Linked DNA regions of Mus musculus: regions 1, 2, 3 and 4 are each linked to region 5. The links are chromatin contacts, called in public promoter capture Hi-C maps. All regions are on one chromosome and are shown on one strand. Each heading gives the region's core, a stretch centred on a gene start, on an enhancer-like site or on the middle of the called end of the contact. The rest is flanking DNA. Distances are from core to core; before and after follow the strand shown.

What was found. Promoter capture Hi-C pulls out the DNA fragments that hold promoters and counts their contacts.
Region 1: a promoter capture Hi-C map of pre-B cells shows a contact between it and region 5, with 5 times the contacts expected there. The contact joins the promoter of B3gntl1 here to the promoter of Tepsin in region 5. A contact is called at or near these places in 1 of 39 promoter capture datasets (pre-B cells) and 1 of 115 datasets of contacts at active chromatin or transcription factors (large pre-B cells).
Region 2: a contact with region 5 is called in a promoter capture Hi-C map of pre-B cells, with 3 times the contacts expected there. The contact joins the promoter of Foxk2 here to the promoter of Tepsin in region 5. A contact is called at or near these places in 1 of 39 promoter capture datasets (pre-B cells) and 1 of 9 other capture datasets (liver).
Region 3: a contact with region 5 is called in a promoter capture Hi-C map of pre-B cells, with 4 times the contacts expected there. The contact joins the promoter of Wdr45b here to the promoter of Tepsin in region 5. A contact is called at or near these places in 2 of 39 promoter capture datasets (erythroid cells and pre-B cells).
Region 4: a promoter capture Hi-C map of pre-B cells shows a contact between it and region 5, with 3 times the contacts expected there. The contact joins the promoter of Cbx8 here to the promoter of Tepsin in region 5. A contact is called at or near these places in 3 of 39 promoter capture datasets (embryonic stem cells, pre-B cells and stem cell-derived epiblast-like cells) and 4 of 115 datasets of contacts at active chromatin or transcription factors (astrocytes, embryonic forebrain, large pre-B cells and 1 more).

What each region holds. Positions count from the first base shown.
Region 1 is chr11:121,671,753-121,674,452 of GRCm38.p6, reverse strand. B3gntl1 (UDP-GlcNAc:betaGal beta-1,3-N-acetylglucosaminyltransferase-like 1) reads left to right here and starts at 1,302. Exons shown (of 13, transcript NM_178664.5): 1 at 1,302-1,468. The coding sequence starts at 1,421.
Region 2 is chr11:121,258,703-121,261,492 of GRCm38.p6, reverse strand. Foxk2 (forkhead box K2) reads right to left here and starts at 1,506. Exons shown (of 9, transcript NM_001080932.3): 1 at 971-1,506. The coding sequence starts at 1,362.
Region 3 is chr11:121,352,941-121,355,715 of GRCm38.p6, reverse strand. Wdr45b (WD repeat domain 45B) reads left to right here and starts at 1,269. Exons shown (of 10, transcript NM_025793.3): 1 at 1,269-1,489. The coding sequence starts at 1,423.
Region 4 is chr11:119,039,500-119,042,199 of GRCm38.p6, reverse strand. It overlaps Cbx8 (chromobox 8), which reads left to right and starts at 1,287. Exons shown (of 5, transcript NM_013926.1): 1 at 1,287-1,418; 2 at 1,809-1,852; 3 at 2,041-2,106; 4 at 2,202-2,268; 5 at 2,681-2,700. The coding sequence starts at 1,350.
Region 5 is chr11:120,097,413-120,100,152 of GRCm38.p6, reverse strand. Tepsin (TEPSIN, adaptor related protein complex 4 accessory protein) reads left to right here and starts at 1,422. Exons shown (of 13, transcript NM_183137.2): 1 at 1,422-1,527; 2 at 2,572-2,644. The coding sequence starts at 1,480. It overlaps Ndufaf8 (NADH:ubiquinone oxidoreductase complex assembly factor 8), which reads right to left and starts at 1,219. Exons shown (of 3, transcript NM_001110242.1): 1 at 1,088-1,219; 2 at 895-1,005. The coding sequence starts at 1,171.

The DNA of each region.
Region 1 (2,700 bases), core at 53-2,552, 1.6 Mb before region 5:
ATGTGTTGGGGGTGTGTGGGGTTGTGCACCATACCCTATATGTTCGGAGGTCAGAGGATAACTTGTGGGAGTAGGTTCTCTCCTTGATACCACATGGGTCCCAGGGCTCAAAGTCGGGTTCTAAGGCTTGGCAGCAACTGTCTTTATCCGTTGAGCCATCTCTTCCACCCATCTCCTGCTATTTTTAAGTGTGGAAACTCTTGAGGGCTGCTTGGTGCCAAGGCCAGTGGGTGACCTCAGTGTCACCCCTCACAAATGGAGGGTGTGGATGACCAAAATATGCCATCTTAAAATATATTTCTAGTTGTAGGATGACCATTTGGAGAAACTGCAGACACAAGCATTAAGTTAGAAAAGCACTAACGAAACAAAATGTACATGGGTTATCTACATTAAGTAATCAGGTGTTTTATCAATATCTGGGTTCCACGCAGCTCAGAGGTTGTCACCCGTCCTTTGGAAGTAATTTAGTGAAACCTTTTGGTTCTGTGGGATGCCTAACTTTGGGACTCCCACAGTTCATAGAACACTTCCTTCCCCAGTATCCCCCGGGACAATGAATCTCTGTGTAGCATAGGAACTCAACTATCTGGCGTTGACCAAGCGTCATGTGTCCTAATGCAGGCCACACGAGGGCCTTGGGTCCATGAGAACTATCTACCTTTGGCTCACTCCAGACAGACCCAGTCCAGACCCAGAACCTTCCTCCAGGAGGGGGTCCTTCCTCCTTGTCTGGAGCAGTCAGACCAAACAAGATTCTGATGAAATGTCGCCTGCTTTAAGCTTACTGGCATTTTCCTTTTTAAAGTTACATAGGCCCAACCTGCGGTGGGATTTTTAAGTAACCACCTACTTGCACAGGGTGGCGTCCCCCCACAAGTTCCCCCCGTTCTTAAGTTTTTTTATAACGTTAGTTTGGCTGCGGACTTCAGTTTGCGATTATTTCCGTCAGGTGGGGCAGGAGGACTTCCGCAGGCCAAGAAGCCACAGAGGCAAGTGAGAAGGACGAAGGCGCAAAGCCAGGGGCGCCCACGGACTCCGGAAGCCCAACCCTTTGCTCGGCCAGGCCCCGCCCACACACTCAGCTCTGGCCACCCCGGAACCCCTCGCCCGAGCTGCTCCCGCCGAGAACGGCGGCTCGCCCCTCCCGCTCCACCATCCAGAGAACACCGACGGGCCGCCTCCCTGAGCATTCTGCTCGAAGGACCGCCTTCCCTTACTGACTGACGTGTCTCTACACCAATAGAACGTGGCTGTTCCCCTAACAGCCCTCCCATACCCGTAAGTCCCTAGCGAGCCACGTGGCTCTGCACCAATCGGAAGCGGTCCAGTCTGTGCATCGCCTCCTGGAGCTTGCTGTGCATGCGTTGGCCTCCTAGGCAGGACTGCGATTGCAGGAAAAGGGCAGTGGAGCCGCGCGATGGAGGTCTCCGAGAACGCCACAACGCGCGGCTCGCTGGCCCTAGTGGTAGGTATGGCCGGGTGAGACGCGGTCCCGCCCTCTTGTGCCTTCTTCTGTTGCTGTTTCTCCCTCCACGGTAGTCATCTTGTCTCCGGCTCGCAGCCGCTGTACGCTGCCACGGGTTCGGGAACCTCAGCTTGGAGGGTTCCCACCATTCCGTTTCGAGGTAGACATGTGTCCGAGCTCATACCGTACACTAACCTGCACACCTACTAGCGCCCCTCCCGCCATATCCCTGCTCGCCAGCATGCCACACCTATCTTAATACCTAGCAGGTGGGTTAGATGTCTCAGGCCAGGGTGCATTAAGTGTGGTTCACAGGCATTGCGCCAAGTGATTGTATTTTTCATGCCAGTCTTATTGAAATTGGAAACCGGTAAATCAAGGCCTTTGTCAGAAATTTATATCTTTTTTTTTAAAGTTGTGAGGTCTGTAGCTCTGGCTGGCCTGCAGCACATACAGCTGAGGATAACCTTGAAACCCTCCAGCGTCCGAGCCACACTTACTGATAACAAATATGAGTCATAACACCCCTTTTCAGTTAAAATCTTGTAGGTCTTGAGAAAATTAAGAAAGTTCTTTCCTTTACAAAGTAAGTCCAGAGGACTGGGGTGTAACTCTGACATGCATGTGAAACACCCTGGGTTCAATCCCCAATAGCTCAAATAAATAACAAATAAAAAGCCTTTAAGCAACATGTTTTCAGAATAAACACAAACAGGATAGAATGCCACTTTGGGATCATCAGCTCCTCAAAGAGCGCTTCATTTGTAAAGGACGGTGTCTTCAACACTCCTTTATAAGATTCTTATAACCGTGTTCAGATTCAGTAATTTAAAGTACACTATACATAGATGGCCTCTACAGTGATTTATGTAGATATTGCCTATATTATATGTAGACCTTGTCTGTAGAGATTATATAGCCTTTGTGTTATATATAGCTTTGTAACATGTACATATATGTATGTATATGTTCACATCTACCTAGCCTATTGGTTTTCCTGCTCAGAAACATGTCCAGTTTTATTTTTTCACATTAATTCAGGGTGGGGGGGTGAGGCCAACTGTTAATTTCTTGGCTGTTCTTTACTACTTACTATATCATATAAAATTGAGGCAGTTCCTGGTTCCTTTGGTTATCAGGTTTCAGTGATTTTATTCCATACTACTTTAGGAACTTTGGCTTTGTGAGATTCCCTGAGAAAAAGTGAGGGTGCCAGAATTCAAGTGTTGAAT
Region 2 (2,790 bases), core at 257-2,756, 1.2 Mb before region 5:
TAGAGTTTACTCCACAGTCTAACCTACCCTGGAACTCAAATTTCTACTGTCTCAGCCTCTAGGGTGCTGGGATTACAGGTTGAATACACTCCACCTGGCTAAAAATGCTTTTTAAAGATTACTTGGTTGAAATTAGTATCCAGTTTTCCCAGATTTCTAAGGTTCTGGACAGACAGGCTTCTAATCCTTCATGTTTGGGAGTTTTCAGTTTTTAGGCTACAAAAACACTGGGGAAAGAGAATTGTTAGGCTTAAGACGCTACCTCCAAAATATCTTGCTACTGAAACGTGAATTTAAAAAAAAAAAAAAAAAAAAAAAAAAGGTACCAGGTATCTACCCTTCATTTTAGATAGTTCTCCACCACACACATCTTAGCATCTCCCTTGGGTGCCTCCTCCCTGATGGTTAGGCACAGAGCACCCATAAAACTTCCACCCACCAACGCTGGTGATGATGGCAGGGAGGGCTGAGGGTTGATGGCAGAAATGATGGTCTGTGTTCTGAGAGTCCCATGTCAGACTGGACAAAGGGCCGTGGGTTAGAATACCAGTGCAGGGGACCTGGCAGTAGGAGGGCAGACAGGAGTGGGCCAGCATGTTAAATACTCCGGGTGGAGCGCTGGGGGGCTGTGATCCCAGTGATGGTCGTGGGCATTAAACTAGGGTAGGTCAGAATCAGTCAGGTCTTGGTTATGGGCAGTGAATGGGTCCTGGTGGTGAGTCTAGCCTTCCTTGCTCCCGGATAGCGGATCAGGATCCCTCCCTGATGGGGACCAGGTCTTGTCCAGGGTCTGACCCTGCTCATGGGTAGCTGACGTGGGTCTTCTGCGTCCTGCCTGATGATGGGCAGTGGGTCTGAGTGCGGGTCCCGCCCCTCCCCGGGGGTGGCTGCTGTGGGTCAGGGTCCCTCCCTGCTCTTGGGTAGCCACCGTGGGTCAGGTCCAGGACACTGCCCCCCTCCCGCCACTCACACGCGCGGCAGCTGCAGCGGCGGCGCCCCCCGCCGCTGGAACACCCCGTCCACGAACACGCCGTTCTTGCCGAGACAGCGCAGGTAGAAGTCGCCGCCCGCGTCCGGCCGGGGCTGCGCGGGTTCCGGGGCGGCCGCGCTATGGCCGCCGCCCGGGGGCGTGAAGATCTCCAGGTGGCGCCGCGAGATGAAGCTCGAGTGGCCCATGCTCACATCTACCGAGCCCTGCGATGAGTTGCGGCCGATGGTCACCGACCGCTTCTTCATGAGGTACTCGAACTCGCGGCCTTCGAGCCGCGCCACGGCCCAGCCGCCCGGCGGGGATCCGCCGCCCCCGGCCCCGCCGCCCGCGGGAGGGGCGCCCGCGCCCGAGAGCGCCGCCGCGGCCGCCATCGCCTGCGAGGCCTGGCCGATCCGCGCGGGCGCCCTAGCGGGCCGAGGCCCGGGCGCGGTCGTGGGCCGCGCGAGCCGAGCACGGTCGCGGAGACCGCCGGCCGGCGAGGAGAGCTGCGAGGGCGGGAGCTCGCACGGCCGCGCGCCGGCCCTACGACGGACGGGCACGCCGACCAATGGGCGCGGCGCACGCAGTGGGGCTACCGAGGCCGGCCAATGGGGAGCCGCGCCGCCGAGCGCCCGCACGTCCGGCGTCGTCGCGCGACGCAGGTTGGCCGCGGCGGCGCGGAAAACCCGGGGCGGAGTGAGGAGTTGGCGTGGGGCCGCGCGCGTTCGCGGACTGAGCGGGGGTCCAAGGTCACGACGGGCGCGAGTGCGCCCCGGGAGCCGCTGGCCCCTCTCACACTCCGCCCTAGGTTGCGTAGAGTCAGGCGCGCTGCTCGGGAACCTGCCGCATCGACCCGTATGTCACAGGGATGTGACAGAAATTACCCCAGTATGCATAGAGTTCTGCACTCAGTAATTCATACCAAGGACTGCAAATCTGAGCTTTATTCCAATCTGTGTATGTGTGATAGAGAGATCCCATCTCTCCCATTAAAAAAGAAACCACAACGCGGGCCCGTGGGAGGAGCAGAGCTATGCAGATCGAGCAGGCTGTGAGGGGCTCCAGAAGCCGGTGCCAACATAGAGGTGAAGCTGAGACCCCTAGTTTCTTCCCCAGGAACGAAGGGCAGTGGATGCACCTGCTTTAGCTCTGGTAAGAGAGGCACGTGGTCATAAAGAACGTCACACCAATATGGTGGCCCCTGGGTGCAGGCGATGGGACGCAGTGTTCTCTCACTGATGCACAAAAGGAGTTCATTCAGGTCAGGGAGAGTGGAAAGGTTGAGAGTCTGGACTTAAGCTGCATAGGATAAAGTGGACATTCTAGCCAAGAGCTTCTAAACAGAGGCCCCAGACTAGAGGCATGGGAACATTTTGCGTTCTAATTCATTCTATGTCTAAACTTGCAATACATTTAATGGGAAACAGTCTTTATAACATTTACATATCTTATTTGACATATGTGTCTGTAATTACGGGATAAATTCCTAAGGGTTCAAAATGCTTTGTACTATAAATATGGCAAAGAGCCATTTCATTAAATATTAATTTGAGGCATTGTAGGTGATGTACAGAAAACTATGGAAATGATAACTAGGTGAGTATCTAGACAAACACAGTTCAAGGACAAAGGGTGTCAAGAACAAGAAATGCCCTCCCATTACTGTTGACACCGTTGTGTTGTCCTGCGCACTGCCTAGGGCAGGTTTGAGGCTCTGCCATGTGACTCTAGCATCTATCTATAACATGGCTAGATCTAACTTTTTACACCTAGCTATCCAGGTATGTAAAGTAAGCATACAAATCCAACACTTATGTTGC
Region 3 (2,775 bases), core at 20-2,519, 1.3 Mb before region 5:
CAACAAAAAAACAAAAACCAAAAACCAAAACAAAGCCACCACAACATTCTGGCGTTATAAAGGCTCAAGTATAGGTCTCTCTTCTGGTCCTGCTGCTTAGGAAGCTAGACCCTATGAGAGATTAAACAACAGGAAAACTGAAATAAGATAAAGCTTGGATACCCTAAGTTTTTATTAGTGATTTACAATGTCTTAACATTTTTTGAGTCTCCAGATACATAATAACAATGTCCTTAGAGAAGCAGGAGTGTAGCCATCTGAGCCACTGAAGGCCTGAAGCTGGGGTCATCCAGCCCTGTGGAGATGAGGTGAATAGATATCCAGAGAGGCAGGTGAGTGTGTAAGCCAGTGAAACCCGAAGGAACAAGGCCTCCTTGACAGTGGCCAACTATCAAGACATCCTGCCAGGACCTTCACAGCCACCTTATTGTTGTGCAAATGTTCTCACAGATGGTGAGACCGTTTAGGGCTTGAACATTCATGCCTCAGCTGCCCTTTCTTAGGTTCATAACTAGAGAGATGAAAGGACAGTCCCTGAAGTGGTTTCCCCTCCCCTCTTCAGTGCTGATGGGATGAATGGTGGGCTGTGTGGGACTAGGGTCCTTCTGCTTAAGCTTCTTGAATCCTAAGACGCTACAAGTCTTCATTTGGGGGAAAGGATGGTAAACAGGTAAGGGGAGAAGCCAGTGAGGAGAGAGGGAACCAGAGAATGAATTGTAGTAGAGAGGAGAAAGCACCAGCTTCCAGAGCCATCCCAGACCCCTGTAAACAGAGCACCCCAAACAACAGTCGCGAGGTCTGGGGATCTTTTCTGTGAGGTTATGTCCTATTATGTCTCTTTGGAAATTTGTGTCTGTGAGAGGACGTGTCAGATGGTTGGGAAAGCTCGGGAAGAAATAGGGGATAGTCTGTCTGTGTTTGTCTCTCGGGGAAAATGCAGGTACCATTACACGAAGGCTGCTTCTGGTCGAACACGATGTGTATCGTGGGAACGCGGTGAGGGTTTCAGGAGACTGTGTTGTGGGCAGGAGCGTTGGCGCAGTCTCTTCTCTGCCCTGTCCTTGGTCCCATCAGTCCTGCCCTGCTTGTGTGAGTGCGGGGCACCCAGCTCTCTCCGCAGCTTCCCCTCGGCTGCGTCCTGCCCCGCCCCTTATGGACGCGCCCGGCGAGCCCTCGCCACCTACTTCCCGCCACCTACTTCCCTGCAGTGGACGCGTCTGTCCCTCGGCGCTTGCTGGTTGCGCGCACGCGCGCCCACAGATCCGCGCGCACTGATGACGCAGCACTGACGACACACGCACGACGCAAGTCCCCAGGACCCTGGCTTCCGGCCGCGGCGGCCCTAGCGCCGCGCGACCGGAGAGATCGCCTGGTTGCGAGCGGTATGCGGTGCTGAGGAGCCACAGTCCCTACGACGGCGCCATGAACCTCCTGCCGTGTAACCCTCACGGCAACGGGCTGCTGTACGCCGGCTTCAACCAGGACCACGGTGAGACCCCGGGCCCAGCTCCGTGGTAACACCCCAGCCCTTCCGGGAGACCCCGACCCAACGCTACCGCGACCGCAGGGCCCCGGAGCTGTCGCGAGCGTCCCCCGGACCCTAACCGGAGACTCGGTCGCGCCCTGAGAGCTCAGACTCTGGCGGCTCTTTCAGGAAATCTCCGAACCGCTCTGTAGGGAGGACCCCCCCCCCCCGCGGTCCTTTCCAGCCCGGGCACCCATAGCGGGGAGAAACACCCACCCCACCCCACCCCTCCGCGCGCTGCCGCCGCCCGGGTCGGCGGGCAGTGCCACTTTTTTACCGGGTACCTAAGAACCCGCAGGCTTACTGCTGGGCGTCAGGGTCTCCAGCGCTTACGTTGCCAGCGGGTGGCGTAGCGGGACCTGCCCGTCGCGGGGCGGCAGTTTGTCGTGGTTCTTGCGGCTGGCACCTTCGTGGAGTGTAGGTTCTTCGCCTTGATGTCTTAGCTGTACGCCTCTCCCTCCCCTCTGGTATTTTCTTCTGTTCTGTAGGATGAAAGGACTTACATGATTTGCGTTCCCGTGACTGCCTCTTGCCTCTTGAGTTTGGGGTCTTGGAGAAGGTATTCTTGCTTCCAAGATAATGGGCGGGAACCCCTCTTAGTGGGGATTATATCCCCGAGACGCTTTTTCTGCGTAACCCTCACTGTCCTGGAACTCACTCTGTTGACCCTGTCTCTGCCTCCCGGGGTGCTGAGATTAAAGGAGTGTGCCACTATGTCAGCTAACTTCCCTTTTCTAAATCTCCTCAAGGGAAAAGGGTAAAGGCTGATACTCTGGGCTTCTAAGAGTTATAACATCTTAGCTTTCCGTATGTAAAATTTCGAGGTGCTGTAGCAAATGTATGACTTACTGTCTTGGAAAGTGAACTTAACTTGATTTTTGTTATTGTTGGGACTGGATCTTGCTCTCCTGTTCAAGCTTATCTTAAGCTGTGCTCCAGGAATCTTCCCTTCACAGTCCCTGGAGCAAGTGGGATTGCATGCTCACTCTATTGCCCCTGGCTAAGAAGATGAGTTTTTTTGATTTTTATGTTTATTTTTATTTTTGAGACAATTGGCACTGTGTATCTCTGGCTGTCCTGGAACTCCCTAAACCTCCTTAAAAATGTTCACCACCTGGCTGTTTTTATTTTTGAGGTGGGGATCTTACTATTACAGACTATAGTTAGGTAGTGCTTTAAGTAGGTAGTGCTATTGTGCATCCCATTTGCATATATTCTCTTAGAGTCCATGTGCTAGGCATTTGAAGAAG
Region 4 (2,700 bases), core at 38-2,537, 1.1 Mb after region 5:
TCGTCCCCTACCTGGGACTTGCCATCTTCGCGTCGGGGGTGGGGGTGGGGGTGTCTCTTCCAGGCCGCACTAGATACCGCCACACCCCTCAAAGTCCATACTGATGTTTGTCGGGAATCCCCCGCTTACGCTTACGTCGTCTAGAAGAGCCCGAGACAGAAAGTGCACTAGCTCTGCACCCAGGTCTGGAGCAGAGCCGCGGCGCCTCCAGAGCTAGCCAGGCTCTAGGCTCTGCCTCGATGGTCATAGGCTCCTTAAACCCACCCAGGCCGGGACAGATGTGGTCAGGGTTGACTTCTCTCAGGACTGAGGAGTGGATTGGACGGAAACTGCAGGCTGGGTCAGGAATAGAGGCTGGGGCAGGGCAGCTGAGACTTGGGGACAATGAGGGTGGGAAGAGGAGGCTCGCGACCCCTCCTGCAGGGTCTCGCTTCAGGATGGATTCAGGCGGTAAACACTGGCTTGTGCCAGTCTGCTTTGGGCTTCTGAGCCCGGAGAAGCGCCCACGCCAGCTCGCAGGACCCGGAGGGTGGACGCGGGCAGCGCTATGCGACTGGAGACCAAGAGCAGGCTCATTGATTTGTTAGCTGGATGGGACTGGTGAAGAAGGGAGGAGGGGGCGTTGCCATGGAGACCCAGGGTGCGCGGCCGCAAGGGAGGGGTCAGGGAATTAGTAGGTTCGGCGCAAGCGACGTAGGTCCGGGGGTTCGGGCGCGGCTCGATGCGCCCCAGCACCTGTGCATTGTGCATCAACGGCGGCTGGCGACCAGGATGGCGCCAGCTAGGGCATGGGCAGGTGGGGAGGGCCTGGGTCTGCAGAGGGGCAGCGCCTGGCTGGCACCTACGCAGGGAGCCCTAATAGCTCGGCGGGGCAAGCCACGCACCCGGGGAAACGCTGGGCAATCAGGCAGGGGGGCCAGGGGCGGGAGCCTAGGGCAGCGGCCCCCCTGTCCAGCCGTGCAGACTGACAGCAGCCGGGCCCGCCCCGCTTGGCGTCACTTCCGCTGACGGCTCGCTCCCCCTCCCTCTGGGTCTCTGGAGTGGACAGAGACCCCGCCTCCTGGCTATTGGAACGCGGGTCACGTAGCAACGCAGGGGAGACGGGGAGAGGGGCGTGGCCGGGCGCTAGTCCAATCAGCGCCCGCAGAACGGGCCCAGGACGCTTGGCTTTAGCAACGTCGTTAGCAACACGTGGGGCGGGAGGAAGCGCTGGGAGGGGGTGGAGGGAGGGAGAGTGCGCGGGGGAGGGAGGAGAACTGACGTCAGCGGGAGAGTATTATGGGCTGTCGAGGGCTGGCTGCTGCTTTTCTGCTCCTGGAAGCGGCTGAGGGGGGAAGCGGCGAGTCAACATGGAGCTCTCGGCGGTGGGGGAGCGGGTGTTCGCGGCCGAAGCCCTCCTGAAGCGGCGCATTCGCAAAGTAGGTGAAGGGGAAGGCGGGCGGCGACGCGAACTCTCCCTCACCAGGGCCCAGGCTCCCTCCCCTTGCTGCAGCCCAGCCTCCCTTCCCCCAGGTCCCAGCAGCGGCCGCGGCCGTGGCGGCGGCGGCGGCGGCTCAGCCCCAGCGCTCTCCTTAGACTTGCAGCCCTGCACAGATTGCATGGATGGGGGGTGGGGTGGGGGATGAATGCCGGTGCATGCACTTTGTGCAGCGTTTCTGCAGGGGTGCTGCAGTGGACTGGTTCCTTTGGCGGTAGTGTTTGGAGCATTCATTTGGTGCATGCATTTTCGTGTGTATTTCTTGTGTCCTCGTCATGCATTTCTCCCCACGCACACACATACACAAGCATTTTCCCTTTTGCATCTGCAGGGACGCATGGAATATCTCGTGAAATGGAAGGGCTGGTCGCAGAAGTAAGTAGGTTATATGCAATCGCTACCCCACACTGATATCGAGGAGGGTTCTTTCTTCCTCTTTTCCCCTTCACATTGAAATACAACACAAGGCAGCCGGAAAAGTTGCACACACATACACGCCCTCCACTCTGTCCTCTCTCTCCTGCTCCAGGGACTGATGCTCCATTCTTCCTGGTTTCCTTTAGGTACAGCACGTGGGAGCCCGAAGAAAATATTCTGGATGCTCGCCTCCTTGCAGCCTTTGAGGAAAGGTACAGACCCTTAGCCTAGCCACTCACTAGAACCCATACACGCTGACTTCGGTGCAGCCAGGACACACCCCCTTCTCTCTCTTTTCTTTCTTTAGGGAACGGGAGATGGAGCTCTATGGCCCCAAAAAGCGAGGACCCAAGCCTAAAACCTTCCTTCTCAAGGTATGTTGCGATCTCCAGAGGTGGAGTGTGCCGTTCAGGGAGGATCTGCAGGGCTTGTAAATCAATGGGTGCCCTTGCCTTGTGTGTATTTGTAATCTGGACTTCTGTCAGAGGCCCCATCACGGAGTTCTAGAGGCAGGACTTAGCTGCACCAGAAGGCCTTCATTCCCACCCCCCCTCCAGCCATCCCAAGTAGACCTCTGTTACACAAGGAGTCTGTTGGTTGCAAATGGCTTCTTCCAGACAAACCCTCATTCCCCTCCCCCAGACTATTACTAAGAGCCCACCTCCCCACTCAATTAGAATTTCCCAGGCATCCAGGGAAAGTTGGGCAGTCAAGGCTAGAGGTCGTGGGGGGGTGGGGTGGGCGGGGGCGGGGCTTTTTTCTCCTCACAACAACTTCCTTCTGCAGGCCCAGGCCAAGGCAAAGGC
Region 5 (2,740 bases), core at 173-2,672:
TTCAGTGACTTATTTCCAGTTTAGATATGGCTTAAAGCAAGACATCTACCACATCAAATGCCACCTTATCCCAACCACGCTAAAGAACTGAGATGCTAGTGTGTCTCGGGGGGTCCCAGCCTGGGCTCACCTACAGAGGACGCCTGGCCCCTGTGACTGAGAGTTTCTGTTATGAGATGGGCAGGGATGGAGGGGGAACCACAGGGGGGTGCCTTTATCTGGTCCAGGCAAAGCAGCAGATGGAGTCACACAATTCTGGTCAGCCACAGAGAGGGTGGCAGGGACAGCAGAAACTCTGAGCATTAGGAGTGTGTTTAGGGTTTCAATGACAGCTGCTGGCCACCAACCACAAGAGTAAAGGCTTGTGTCAAGTTAGAAGGAACAAGAAAAGCGCAACACCTGACGACTGAACAGCCTCTGCCGGGAAACCAAAGGCTGTATGTAGGTGAGGCTGGGCTGTAGTCAACTCAAACACTGCTCCTCATTCCCGCCGAGGCTACTGTGGACCTGCTTCTGATGCAGTGTGTCTGTCACCCTGGGTTCTTAACCACCGACCCTAGCTCTAGTGGAGGGGTCATGGGCAAAAAGGCCAGGATCAAGAACCCAAGCGGCTCTCAGCATCGCTTCCGTGCTGCAGGGAGAACCTGCTGCGGACCTTGCACTTTACTCCTCGGGGACAGGGTGCGTCAGGGGTGCGTGCCTAGCAGGACACTGCCCTGGCATCTAGCAGGAATTGCTGGGAGAAACCAAGTGGAGCTGGGGTCGGTCTCATCGGGTTGCCCATCGGCAAGACGCCAACAGCTAACTGGAGGCCCTGTCCCCTTGTCACTGGAGTTGCTTGGCGGAAAAGAGGACGCCAGACAGAGATGACGTAGCAGGGACACGCCCACCTACCGCGGCGGCGAAGCAGCTCCGCAGGGCCTCGAACTCGCGAACGCAGAGGTCCTTACTCAGGCGGCCTCCTGGGGCGGTGGACGCCTGCACGCACTTGCCATAAGCCGAGGCCTGAGGGAAGACGGGACAGTACAGGGACCTGACCCGAGTCGCCACCCATCCCGCTTCCGCTTCCGCTCCGTTCGCTCCGTACCTCAGCTCCACAGGCCGCCAGATGCTCGGGGAAGGCTCGGAAACGGCTCCGCACACGCCCCCACACCGCTCCGTTCACAGACATGAGCGGTCCTTTTAGGCTCTCGAGGGCGCCGCCATCTTGGGCCCTGCCTCTTCCGGAGTCGAACGCGTGAACATCCGGACTCTCCGCCTATCCTATTTTCTGGTTGGTCAGAGTCACAGTCCTGTGCTTCTGTAATTGGTCGCCGTTCTTGTCCGTCTCTTGCTGAGACTTTGGATTGGCTGAGACGCAGATGTTCCCGCCTTCGTGCCCGCCCCTTGCGAGCGATTGGTCGGGGGAGCGAGAGGAGCGCGACGATTGGAGGATCGAAGCCTGGCGGAAGCGGGGCAGTTTGGGAGGTTACCTGGACCATGGCAGCTGTGCCGCCCCTGCGGGACCGCTTGAGCTTCTTGCATAGGGTGAGTGAAACTCGCCGGGTGTGCTGACCTCCGGCGCCCGGGAACCTCGCTAGATTAGCGGGGACAGACACTGTCCAGCAGCTGCCGAGAATGAGTGTGCCTGCCGTGATAGCAGAAGGTTAACCCCAAGGGCGGCGGGCGATCTCCAGCGGGGCCCATCGGCTCTCCCCAGGCTTCATTTCAGAAGATCCTGGAAGCTCGTACATCTCTGGGGGACAGGGGGCATCTGGAAGGCCATAGCCACGGGGTGGCGAGAGCGGAGCCTGCTGCCAGCTGTTGACTGCAATAAATTGATTGCCTTGAGCTTTCTGACTGGATCTTGAGGGCACTGAGTGGCCCCAGGGACCCTTCTTAGGCTTTTAAGAGTCCCTGCTACAAGAGATCAGATCACTCAAGTCTGGGACAAGATCTGAAGTACTGAACTGTGCAGCTCCCTCCCTACAGATCCCCTTGAAGGCACTGTAGACAAATAGCACGGTGAAGACATACTTGTCTTAAATGTTCCTAAACCTCGCCCTCTCATCCAGATACTGATGGATGAGATGAGGTGTTCCCAGATTTCAACCAAGTAAACACCATAGGCTTGCAGGGACACGCAAGGAAGTAAGTAAGCAAGCACAACCAAGCTGATTCATGACTCAATAAGATGGAAGTTTGCTATCTTCAAGGAACCTTAAAGTCCCCAAGCTGAGCGGTTCTCACTCTTTGGGTCTGTACCCAGTAGTCTCACCCATCCAATGCACAGAAAGCCCTGAGATTCTTTCTGTTGCTGTTACTTAGTGTAGGAGGCAGGGGCTGAACCTCATCTTGACCTCGTTAGAGAACCTTTGTTGATTTTCCTCTTTCCCGGGTCACTCCTCCATGCCAGAGCAGAGCCTGTTTGCAGCTCTGCTTTGTGGCCCTTAGGGTGACTGTGGCCCTGCCCAGACTCTCTCCTGGGCAGTTTTAGCCCCAGTCAGCATGAGGCTTGCTTCCATTCCCTTCAGTGGCTGGGACCTACCCTGTCTAAGATGGCAGCTCACCATGGCCCTCATTCCCCTACAGCTCCCCATCCTGTTGAAGGGGACCTCAGATGATAGCATCCCATGTCCAGGCTACCTGTTTGAAGAGATCGCCAGTATCCTTCTGCACTGTTCCCATTGGTGGGTTTAGTGTTTAGTACGGAGGGGATCCTGACATAGCAGGAAGGGATACTGCATCAGGGTGGGGTTTT